Regions from separate parts of the Mus musculus genome. Here region 1 is linked to region 2. The links are chromatin contacts, called in public Hi-C maps. All regions are on one chromosome and are shown on one strand. Each heading gives the region's core, a stretch centred on a gene start, on an enhancer-like site or on the middle of the called end of the contact. The rest is flanking DNA. Distances are from core to core; before and after follow the strand shown. Region 1 overlaps Ampd3 (adenosine monophosphate deaminase 3). Region 2 overlaps Gm21123 (a long non-coding RNA gene).

Region 1 (6,453 bases), core at 2,381-4,880, 100 kb after region 2:
AACTAATGCAGTCTTTTTTCTTAGCCAGGATGCTTTCCCACCAAACCCAGCCTTAGCCTCCTGGCCAGGGCTTAGTGTCCACCTCACGTATGTGGGCAGAGTAATGGAATAGAAGGTAGATGTGAGCCGAATGCATGCTGCTGGAGTCGATGGGCCTGCAATGTTACCTCCCTTCTCTCTTCCTTGCTTCTTCCCTCCCATGTGCATAACTAAAGAGCTATGAGGCTATGAGAGGCAGGCTGACCTTACTGATCCTGGTACCCAGGGGTGGCCACTGGGCCTTTCAGGGCCCACGTGATTGGCTAATGGCCTCTTCCTCCTCAGGAACCTTCTCTGATCTCCTTGGTTATCTCCTGAGTCCTTTGTCACGTGGTCCTTTGGCTTTGCTCTAGGCAGGGACGTGGCTTTACCTTAGCATGTGTCTGCCATCCTGTCCCTGTGGTTGTTTTGAGGGTAGCCCCTTGTGAGGGTATCTGAGATGGGAAGTGAGCTGCTTCCAGTTTGAAAAGCAAGGAATCAGATTTGGAGAATGAATGAGAGAGACGGACGCTGACCGCTCCCTCCGATGTCAGAGTTGGGCAAGGGAGAAGGCAGGGTGTTGTATCCATGATGCCTTATTTACCTCCCTCGAAGGATATCCACAGCAGTCAGGAGAAACGTGAATATCAGGGTCTTGGAAGGCAAGTGCACATACTCTGTAGGTTCTCAAAACTTCAGTAAAACGAATGATGCTAAGAAGCAGAGGAGGAAAATTCCAGGCCCAGCCGTTCTCACTCTGTGCTCCTCCAGCCTCCTCCCCTCCCTGTCTGTTGGTGTCCCCTCTTTCCTGTCCTGCCTATCCATCTGCAGGTCATTACGCAAGTATCCCAAACTTCACACAAATGACACAGAGTGTTACAGACTTGTGTGACACTCATCCTCTTTGAGTACCTAGGATGAGGGAGGCTGGGAAGGCCTTCAGAGAAGTACACATCTCTGAGCATGAGAAGAGCATCCTGGAGTCAGTCAGATCAGGGTCTGAAGTCAGACTTTGTCGCCTCCCAACAATGGTTGATCATTTCTGGGCCTAGTTTCCCCAGTTAATAAACAACAGAACCTATAGAATCACGGTGCTTCCTATGTGACTAGGAGTCCTATTGACCTGATGAGCCTGCTGGATTGACTGATAGCTAGAGGGTGGCAGAGCAAAAGATGTTTTGCTCTCAGTTGAAAATGACGGTACTTATTCTCATTTGAAGATAGGACTGAGGCTCTGTATGCTGGTTGCAGCTGCAGGCTTCTGGCTTAATCAGCATCCTTGGGACCAACCTGGGGTGTGCAGGCTGAGAACCCGGCTCCCTCCTAGCAACCCTATCTTTCTCCCTGTGTGTCCTGTGTTGGGGTCCCCAAGACCACCTTCAGACTTTGAGATGTGCTAGTAGGGCTCTCAGGATGCAGCACCTGGCTGTACCCACAGCCTCAGGGTATTACAGAAAGAAAGACCAAGGGCAGCCAAGGGGAGGGGCACACAGGTCTGGGGGACACTAGGGCTAACCACCAAGAGGTCTCTCTCAGTAAGGCAGCAACACTTAGTATCTATCAGGGAAGCTCATTAGAGGCGTCTTGGCTTTGCTTACACATCTGCACAGTACACCCCCAATTCCAGACTCTGGGCAGGAACTCAAGTACCCAGCATAAATCACAGTGTTTGTGGGAGCGGGTCACACACAACGAGCCTCGCTTATCAGTTTGATGGGAACCATCCTGAGATCCTGCTTCCTGGGGGCCAGGCTCGCCCAGGATCTCTGCAAGCATTGTCTCTGGCTTGTGGACAGACCCTCCCTTACATGTCTCCTGCTGTAGATCACTGTGGAAGACTATGAGCAGGCTGCCAAGAGCCTGGCCAAGGCCCTGATGATCCGGGAGAAGTATGCACGGCTTGCCTACCACCGCTTCCCACGGACCACAGCCCAGTACCTGGCTCATCAGGGGGAAAGTGTGCCTTTGGAAGAGGGTCTCCCAGGTATGAAGTCTTGGGGACCAAGGTGGATTCTATGTGTGAACTGGACCCAAGTATGGTTGGGACTTTTTGCTGGCTGAATATTTTTCTACCAGTGGTGTTTTTGGAGATGGGGCTACTGGTGTGTTTAAAACAATACAATCAAATGTACAGCAGTGGAAGGGTTGAGTGAGAATACATACAGAGCCCATGTGCCCTGGGCAGAGGAAGCGAAACATACTTGCCTTCATATCTGGATTGTGCCAATTTCTTGGCCCTTGAGCAAACGGCTTCTCTAAATTTCAGTTTTACAGTCTTAAAAAACAGGAATGCCAGCAATCACCACCTCCTTGGGTGAGATTGTGTGAATGTGTGTGGAGTGCTTAGGGCAGACTGGGCTTCTAGAGTGTTCCATAAATGACAACCATATTTAAGTTCAGAGAAGGGAGACAAGAAAGGGCAGGGTATCTTCCTGACCTAGTGAGGGACCTAGGAGCAGCAGAGGCTAACAATGAAGTCACTAAAACAAGGATATGTCAACCCTCATCCTTGAAATCCAGGGGTAGGGATTAGACGAGGGCCTGCGGATCATATCCAGGCCAGTACCCTCGATGCCTTTGGCAACAGGTGCTAGGTTGTCCTTGTTTCTAGCTCAGTTCTGTTTTGAGTACCCTTTCCACCAGGGAGGGGCTTGGTAGATCTCAGCCTTCCCAAGGCTATTTCCCTGTCTGTCAGAGGGACAGGTCCCCAGTATTGTCCAGGCAGGAATGACTGTCAGATGCTTGGGTGTTACATATGGCAGAAGGCCCTTGTGTCCTGGTCATGAGTGTGGTGAAGCCATGCAATCTCTGGGTGGGTGGGCTGCGGCTTCACCTTGGCCTTTCCAACTGTCTGCCCCATACACAATGCTAGCACTATCTCAAGACTCCTGGTCTGGTCTGTTGCTGTGCCTGATGGGGACATCAGCATCCTGGCTCTGCTATGTTCTGCTTTCTCTGTGACCATCACAGCTTAGGGTCAGCCTGTTCCAGAGTGCTGAGGCAGGACACCCTGCCCTGGGCCCTGGGCGCTTCTTCCACTCAGGAGCCAAGGTTGTTCCTTCTGCCTGTCAGGCAGCTGGCCCGCAAGGTGCTGGCTGATCTGCTGTGTTTATTCCCTGGCCAGAGACAGCTGGTTAAGAGCTGAGAACTCTCAAGACTAACGAGAAGGCAAATGTTCCGGACTGTTGACGGAATGTGCTCCCAATAAGTCAAATGGAAGCTGAAAACATCCTAAGCTGAAAATGCAGTTAACACAGCCAACAGATATCAGCCATGCCCAGAACGTTTCTGAGAGCCTACAGTTGGCAACATCATCAGCTTTCTTAGTGACAACATGCTGACTACCCTTATTCAAAACATGGAGTGTTTTGCTGGTATACACACACACACACACACACACACACACACACACACACACTTACTTTCGCACACTCCTAAAGTTTAAAAAAGCCCATTAAGTTGAACCATCATAAGCAATGTCCCATGATCCTTGTGCAGGGCACACCTGTTTGCCAAGCATTTCCCTACTGTACTTTTATGGCCCTCACTACCATCTGCTGGGTAGGTGGTGTCTCAGGTGAGCAGTCAGGATCCCAGAGGCAAAGGGCCTTTCAGAGTCACACACCAGGAAACAGCAGAGGTGTTTTACTGCTTGGGTTGGGTGTACTTTGCCTGGCTCCATGCTGGGCTAAGGATTCTATGCTGGCCAGTTCCTGCTCTGGGAGGGCAGAGCCTGGTTACTCCTCCTTTTGCTCTGTTAGGGACAGGGTGACTTCTTGTCTAATTCTTTGCCTGCCTTGGGCTCAGAAAATATGTGGGAAAAGGGAGCCGTTATTCCCTGCCAGTGCTTTCTCACTGGGAGAACACCGAGCCACTCTTTTCTAAAAACTAAAAGTAAAATAAAGCAGACACCCCTGAGGGCCAAAAAGGGCCAAATTAGGTGAAGTCCATTTTAATTAAGCTAAACACACACATATGTGCATGTGCAAGCAAACACACACACACACACACACAAGCATGTATGCACACAAGCATGCATGCACATGGACATACACACATGCACACACATGCATTGGTGTGCTAGCCTCGGGACAGGCTTGCTCTAGAGACTGGACTATAGCAGCTAACAACACAAATCAGTGTGTGTCCTCTGATACCCAAGGTGTGAAGAACTATTATTTCACACAGTGGTGAGAGTTATAGAGACAAACAAAGCAGGGAGGCTGTCAAAGTGTTCAACATTGGTCATTTGGCCACCACTCATCCTGTTTTGCAGACTTCCACCCTCCCCCACTGCCCCAGGAAGACCCTTATTGCCTGGATGATGCACCCCCCAACCTGGGCTACCTGGTTCGCATGCACGGAGGTGTTCTCTTTGTGTATGACAATCAGACGATGTTGGAACGCCAGGAGCCCCACAGCCTGCCCTACCCTGACCTGGAGACCTACATTGTGGACATGAGCCATATTCTGGCACTCATCACTGATGGCCCCACGTAAGCCAGTTTTCCCGGTTCCCCTTTTTGGTGTGTGGGAAGGAACAGCAGGCACTCCATCCTGGGTTTCCCTATGGGGATGGCACAGACTTAGAGCTGTTACTGCTGCACCCTGCTGTACATGGGCACGTGGAAACCTCTGTGTGATAGTGGCCACTGTGTACCTACATCAGCTGCCACCCTTCTCCTTAGGCAAGGAAACACTGCAGAGAGCTGCCAGCTGTCAGCTCCGGGCATGGGCAAACATGGAGGGAGGAATAAAGAAAAACTCTTATTTCAGCTACTGGGCTTATGCAGGGATCCTGGAGCCCTCTGTTTCCCCGCCTATGCTCGAGAGTGCTTGGCTGGAGCTGACAGGGAAGGTGGCTTTCTTCATGGCAGGGACTTGAGCCAACCCTTGGTTAAGGTTCAGTTACCTGAACTGTAGGAATGAGAGCCTGGGAAGGCAAGGGGCTGTCAGAGTGGCATGTACTCCTTGCTCACTCCTGCCTTTTGGGTTTTGCTGTGAAGGGTGTGGGCCTCGTCTCTGAGACAGAAGAGTAGGATGGGGGAGGGTGGGCCTCTGGCTCTTGGTCCTCACTGAGCAGAGGCCAGAACTAAGACCAGGAGGGGAAGGATAGTTTCTGGGAATCCCTCCTTACCAGGGGTGTGAGCATTGACTGTTGTCTGAGAAACTATGAAGGGACAGTCACTGGACACAGTGACTAAACCTAATGTTTGATGTGATGTCTTACTGGAGTCTCTATCTCTCACTAGCTCAGAGTCCGTTCCCACTCTGAGATCCCTGACTCACTCAGGGCTTGCCTCTATAGACAGACAATGACACTGGTATTAAAAATGTTATTATTGCCATTTACTTATATATCCATGTGTATATCTGCATGTGAGGAGGTCAGAGGCTGTGAGATCCCCTGGAGTTCCAGGCAGTTGTGATTTGGATACTTGGACTCAAACTCAGGTCTTCTGCAAAAACAGTATGTGATCTCTCTAGTTCCTAGCAGCTGCTCATTATGGCGGCCTAGGGAGATGCAGGCAGCTGCTGTTTGAGAGCACCGAGGGAGCAGGGTCAGTTCTGTGAGGCTGGGCAGCTGAGCTGGGTGTGGGAGACATCTGGTCATAGCAGTGAGTCGCATCTTAGTTCGCTGAGGAAAACTTATTCCCAAGGAGTGCTTTCCCTGGGTGAGGACCCTGGGGTGTCAGTCCCACAGAGCTGTCTGTCTCAGTGGTCCTTACCTGCTCCTCACTGTAAACATCCTCTTCCTGCCCAGGAATCTCAGAGCTGAGGATCCCTTAGGTCGTGGGAATCTAGGGACAGTTGGTCATGGGTGGAGGGTTGATGCCTCTGCATCCTAAGCTAGGCAGGTGGTAGTAGATGGTTTGACTGCATTATTCACATTCTGGGCAATGAATTTTGTAGTTAAAGAATTATGGGGGCTGAGGAGAGAGGAGGGGCTCCTCTGCTCAGCCAGACCCAGAGCCTGAAACAAGTACTTCAGTCTGGGGCGGCACCGTCTCCATGGTTATACATGGGATGGTTATCCCTGTGCTAATTGCCCAAACATAAGACAACAAAACCCTGCCTGGGCTCCCAGAGTTGGTGCTTCCCTCCCGTGTGTCTTGACCGTCTGCTCATGTGGTGTCCTCACACGTGTGTGCTGGTCAGCTCAGCCAGGTCTGAGGAAAGCTGGAAGCATCTCGGCTCTTCTTCCTCCATGCTGTCAGAACCTGACCCTTCCAGCCCCGGTCACTACCCTGTCTTGAGGTTGCTAAACTGTCATTTGATGTCTTACTGGGGTCTCTATCTCTCACCAACTTGCAGGAAAACCTATTGTCACCGGCGACTGAACTTTCTGGAATCCAAGTTTAGCCTTCATGAGATGTTAAATGAAATGTCAGAGTTCAAGGAATTGAAGAGTAACCCCCACAGAGACTTTTATAA
Region 2 (5,985 bases), core at 2,039-4,538:
AAATCATTTCTGTCTGGCAAAGCAAAGGGGATCTCATCTTTTAAAAAAGCATTGCTGTAGCAGGCAGTGGCGGTGCATGTCTTTACTTTAATCCTAGCACTTGAGAGGAAGAGAGGCAGATCTGTGTGCATTCAAGGCCAACCTGGTCTACAGAGTAAGTTCCATGACAGCTAAAGGCTACACAGAAAAACCCTGTCTTGGGTGGGGCGGGCATTGCTGTAGATCTTATTTCCTAAAATAAAATCAAATGTATTTGTTAATAGGTAATATACTCATTTGGGTGAAAGCTCAAATAATAGATTAGAGTATCACAAATACAGTAAATATTACTATACTAAGTTCTTGTATATTTATCCATAGAGATTTTGTGTATAAATGAGTGTTGCACAGGCTAACCTTGAACCTCTGCATTTAAATGATTCTCTTGCTTCAGCTTCCCAAAAAACTGGGAATACAGGAGCATGCCACCATACCCAGGCGCACAATTTTCTTTACTGAAGTTTATATCGCTGGTACCCACTCCCTTTCAGCATACAAACCTTCCCTCCGTATCCTTCTTCACAGATGCATGGTGTACCACTGAATGGAGATCGCTTACTGACGGTTGTTTAGGTCATCTCTACTTTTTTAAAATGTAGGAACAGTAGATAGAAATAGCATTGTACATACACGACATATAAAACATGGATCCAAGGTTATCGGTAGGATAATATTGTGCATGTTGCGTACATTCATTACATAATTTACTATCTAAAAGAGAAATTAATAGATTAAAAAGGTGCATATTTATGATTTTTAAAGTATTGCCACAGTTTCCATTGGCTGTACAAATACACAATACTGTGGAGTAACAAGGAATGTGTATCTACAGTTCTTTAGTCCCAAAAGCAGATCTAAGACCCTTGGAAATGTACTAGAAGCATTTTTGTTCTAACAAAAATGACTGTTTGGGGGAATTCCTGGAGGAGGGCTGGCCACCAGAAAGACCCAGCCATTCTCTGCTCTAACTCCTCACTTCCCAGGGAGAGAAGAGGAGCTGGAGGCAGACTGAAAGATTGATCAGGCTTCTGTGAGGAGGTCCCCACAAACACCCATCAGGTATGGGCATGGCTGTGTGGGTATGTGACTGTGCCCACAGGTTGAGAGGTGGCACACGCCAGCTTGGTAGAGACCAATACCCTTGAGCCCTGCTCCATGCTGATACCCCTCCAAGCACTCCTCTCTCCCTGTCTCTGTTGTCATATCTGTCATTATATATAAACTAGTAAATCTATTGCTTTGAGTTTTTTGAGCCATTGTAATAAATTATTGAAAACAAGTGGAGAATTGTGGGTATTCCCAAGCCATAGCTGATGGACAGAGAGGTGCGGGTAAGCTGTTTGCTCTTAACCTGTGGGGTCTGCATGAACTCTGTTCAGCAACTTTCAGAATTGAGCTAAATGGTGACTCACTCAGCTAGGGTCTGCAAAGGATTAGAGGAATATAAGAGAGACAGCTGGCTTTTCCTCTAAGATACCATTAGTAGTGTCCGAGATACCCACATCTTCACCATGGTCTCAAACTTGTTGATTGTTAACATTTTATCCTGTTGTTTTAATTCATGTTTATTCTATTCTTAGTGAGTTTTAACGATCTCCTTAATGAGTATTTTGTTTCTAGGAGTTACATTGGGATTTTAATATACAGCATTGATAACTAAAATTTGACTGACAATTTTGTTTCCTTAATATGTCATGTTTAAAAAAAATACATCTTATTTATTTTGTGTTTTCTTTTATTGTGTTGGCCTTAATTTCCAGAGCAATATTAAGGAATAACGCCAAAACTAATATCCTTTTGAGTTACTGATTTTAATGAATAAACTATAATGTTTCTTTTATTTCTTTCTCATTGTATTTTAATTTTAAATAAGATACTACCACTCTTTATTATGCCAAGAGATACTGGGATATCTAAAACAAACAAACAAACAAACAAACAAACAAACAGAAATGGATGTGGGTTTTTAGCTAACATTTTTCAGATAGTGAATCTGATGGCTTGAATACTGATGATTGGTATAAACCTGTATGTGTATGTGTGCAGTCATGTGTGTGCATGTGTGTGTGAATACACATGAAGGCCAGAGGCCAGCCTTCAGTGTCATTCCTTAAGCACCATCCACATTGTAATATTTTTTGTATTGTTATTATATTATGTATACGAGTGTTTTGCCTACATGTATTCCTCTGTACCGTGTGTGTGCCTGGTGTCTGAGAGGCCAGAAGAGGGCATCAGATCTCCTGGCACTTGAGTTAGAAATTGTTGTGAGCTGCCATGTGGGTACTGGGAATCATAACTGGGTCCTGTGGAAGAATAGCCAGTACTTTTAACTGCTGAGCCGTCTCTCCAGCCCCCATCTTGGTTTTTGACACGGGTCTCTCCCTGAGAGCTAGAGCTTGCCAATTAGGCTAAGCTAGCTGGTTATGGGTTCAGGGATCTGTTTGCATCTACTGTCCTCTCCCTCCGTATGCTTAAATCAATCTGCTCTTTTGCATAGTTGTTGGAGTTCCAACTCTGCTCCTCAAATTTGTGAAGCAAGAACTTACCAGCTGAGCCATCCAGCATCTCCTCCCTCTTTTGACATAAGATCTCATGGATCCCAGGCTGGCCTTGAACTTTCTATGTAGTAGAAGATGCTCTTGAACTTGTGATCATCCTGCCTCCACCTCTCAAGTGTTGGCCTGTGCTACCATGTTGGGTGCACGCAATGGTGGGGATCAAACCCAGGGCTTTGTGCATGGTAGGCGACCACTGCATCAACTGAACCACACCCCCAGCCCAAGCTGTTTAATTTTAGTCACCAGAGGAAGCCCCAACGTCACTACCGTGGCTGCTTCTTTTCCACATGTTTTATTGACCTTGTAAGTGTTGTTTTTTTTCTCCCTGTGTTGCTTCCTGTGTGTGCGCTATTCCTGACAGGTCTTGTTATCAGAGTTTTGATGAGCTCATAAAATAAATGGAATAGCTCTTATTTTTTTTTTTTCTTTATTTCCTTCCCATTAAATTCCTCTCTGCTCTCCTGAACTAGAGAAGCTGGACGAGTGCAGACACGCTCCAGGACCTTCAGTTGGTTCCTGGCTTCCTTCTTGCCTCTCACAGTGTTGTCTCTGGCATTTATGCCTCCCCTTGGGTCTGGATTCGCTGCCTGCTCTCTGGCATCTTTGCTTCAACCTGAACTGTCCTCTGAGTGAACCCAGGGGAGGGGATTTCCTTGCAGATGGAGGCTCTCCCCCAAGCCCCGCCCACTTCCTGCAGGAGTTCTCCCAGCTGGGCTTCCGCCTCTGGCTCTCTGCAGCCCTGGCCTGCCCCCTGGCCACCGTGTGTGTCCTGGTCGTGGCTTCTCATAAGCTACAAACAGGACCCACTTCCCTAGGTTCGCCGTTCAGGGATGTATTGAAGAGTCAAGAAGTTCCTGAGAGCAGCCGATTTGAAGGAATTGTTGCAAGGATGCACTGGGCTTGTTCCGGCTGTTTCCATGGCTGCTTCCGAAGAGAAAGATCACAGGGTAGACTCAAAGCAGGACTCCACCTACAAGGGAAATAGGAATTGGATGTCTACCCGCAGAGTTTGAGGGTCTGGTGTAGCCTGACTGTGCAGTTCTGCAATTCTTTTTCTTGCTTTTTGAAACAATTTGTATTATCCAGCATTTCTGTCCAGCTCTCAGTGAACAAAACCGGATGCTGAGGCCTGAGCCACGCACTTTGGTTCCTTTCGTTGGCACTCTAGGAAACTTTCCTTGCCATCTCTCTTGATGCCATCTAAAGCTAAGGCCACAGCATCTACAGTCTGACTGATTCGGAGTCTGAATCCTTCACGTGTCACTAATTGTGTGACTTTGGTCACACTGACTTGGAGGATGGAAAATGAAAGATCAGGGTTAGATGGTCCTGGTTCCCCTGATAGACAATGGATGTTTACTAGTCTGTGAGCGAGCACATAGAGGCCTTATGCCTGGACAATAACAAAATATGCTCTAACCACAGCAGCTAGGACATATGAGAACATGAACAAAACTGCACGCTCCTATGGAGTCTACAGCAAGACAAGATTGTGTTACAAGGCACATGTCACAACCACCCCCAGGTCCCTTGGGGAAGGCCTTCTGGGGAGATGGATGCTTTGGCCTGGATAAAAGAGACTGGGCCAAGTAGTGTGTGTAAGTACTTGAGATTCCTAGGAGTTGAGCATCTACTCAAAAGGGAGAGAATTGGAGTCAGCAGGTCTTCAGGCTGATGTGAGCTTGGCTTAACTGGGCCTACTAAGAACCAGGGTCAGTGGTCAGGGTAGGCCTAGAGGTTATAGCCCATCTCTGTGAAGTGGGTTGGGGGCTGCCTTTAAGGATCCCGGGGGACTGGGTGGTTCTCTGGAAGATGAAATTGGTGGAGCATGTGACCTCAAGTCCATGAACTCCTCAAGTCACCCTCACCATGGAGAGGTGAGGGTGGGGTGTTGGGTAAAGAGTGAGAAGAAGTAAAGGAGACCCCCAAACTTGAGGCAGAGTACTCAGGCGATCTTTAGTCTTTAGGCTGGCATGAGGAGGCTGTAGAGAATGACCAGGGAGAGGGAGTAACTGGCAACGTTTTCAGGAATTATTAATGAATTAGCACAGCCTTGCAGAAGTCTCCTCCTGCCCAGGATTTAAATCGCAAGCTCCACCCCTCCTTTGCCTCTCTGCAGTTTTGCTCTCTTAGGCTGAAGAGTCATGAGTCTTGTTTGCCAACTATTTCCAGCTTTCTCCTCTTCCAGGCACGTGACAGGATTGCTCTTCTTGGCTCCCTGTGGCTCGCTGGAGACAGAGTGACAATTTATGGCTGGTGGATTGTGCATGGGAGGGACATACATCATCCCCGGGCCAGAGTATTTCATCGCTAGTGCAGGGCCTTCCAGGACTCTCTTCCTGCCAGTGGTGTGGACGTCGTTCAAGATGGTGGCTGCTCTCGCTACAATAATCGAAACTGACCTCTAGTATGGACAGGGATGAGGAAAACACTGCTCTGCTGTTATAATGAGATTTCTATTCACAAAATGCCACTGCAGACCTGCGTCTCCTATCTATTCCCACAATCATACTGATTTTCTTTCTTAAAGGTTCTGGGCCTTCTAAGTGAATGTCTTTCTCTCTCCCTCCCCTCTCCCTTCTTCTGTCCCTCACTCCTTTCCTCCCTCTTTTTTTTTCCTCTTGCAGGTACATGTATAGATACACATGGGTGCCCCAAACTGAAGTCAGGTTTCTTCCTCAATTGGTCTCCACCTTATTAATTGTGACAGAGTCTCTCACTGAACCAGGAGCTCATAATTCTAACTAACCTAGCTATTTGGCTTTCCCTGGGGGAATCCTGTGTCTACCTCCTGAACGATGGGGTTATGGGTGGTCAGGATACCTGCCTGACTTTATGTGGGTGTTGGGAAACACACACTGCTCCTCATGCTTGTGTGGTAAGTGTTTTATCCACTGAGCGCTATCGCCCACCACTCCCACTCCCCATTTCTTTACCTGGTTATCATCATTCAAGCACGCATATCTGGGCTTAGTTCCCATTTTGAGACCTTTAAAGTTCTTTCTTCTTTGACCATGGAGAAAGGTGGGCTCCTCTCAAGCAAGACTGGAGGGTAGAGATGGAGGGAGGGTAGAGAGTGTGTGGTGGCCGACATCCAAGGCGGCTCATGTCATCTCTTCTTCCTTACCCACACCCTGTGCATGCTGCCCTTCATTTGGTAGGGCTGGCCTCTGTGATAGCTGTGATGGGGTGTGACAGCAGTGGTGGCTTCCAAGATTGGGTGATGAATGACATCTGCGTTGATTTAGGTCATTCTTTCCACGTTGGATGATTTGCTTTGTGGGAAGCCAGGTCATAAGAAGCCATGAGAACCATCTTAAGATAGGTGCTTCAGACCCAAACAAACCTCTGAGGATTGTCTAACTAACCCTTGATGATAATCTCA

Evidence for each region. A called contact is a pair of places that touch in the nucleus more often than the background predicts.
Region 1: a contact with region 2 is called in a Hi-C map of uterus, with 3 times the contacts expected there. The contact joins two enhancer-like sites. A contact is called at or near these places in 3 of 484 Hi-C or Micro-C datasets (bone marrow-derived macrophages, muscle stem cells and uterus) and 2 of 9 other capture datasets (adipose tissue and pancreatic islet).

Annotation. Positions count from the first base shown.
Region 1 is chr7:110,789,346-110,795,798 of GRCm38.p6, forward strand. Ampd3 (adenosine monophosphate deaminase 3) reads left to right here. Exons shown (of 15, transcript NM_001276301.1): 4 at 1,843-2,002; 5 at 4,295-4,514; 6 at 6,334-6,453. Among named protein-coding and RNA genes, the nearest start is that of Gm39069, 12 kb to the left of the region's middle. Within about 2 kb of position 3,631, at least 20 of the 459 cell types and tissues checked have an H3K27ac peak or open chromatin away from gene starts, as enhancers often do. A contact at or near this core is called in adipose tissue and uterus, where this site is marked.
Region 2 is chr7:110,686,228-110,692,212 of GRCm38.p6, forward strand. Gm21123 (a long non-coding RNA gene) reads right to left here. Exons shown (of 4, transcript XR_140838.1): 3 at 5,537-5,875; 4 at 3,936-4,982. Among named protein-coding and RNA genes, the nearest start is that of Gm21123, 11 kb to the right of the region's middle. Within about 2 kb of position 3,289, at least 136 of the 459 cell types and tissues checked have an H3K27ac peak or open chromatin away from gene starts, as enhancers often do. A contact at or near this core is called in adipose tissue and uterus, where this site is marked.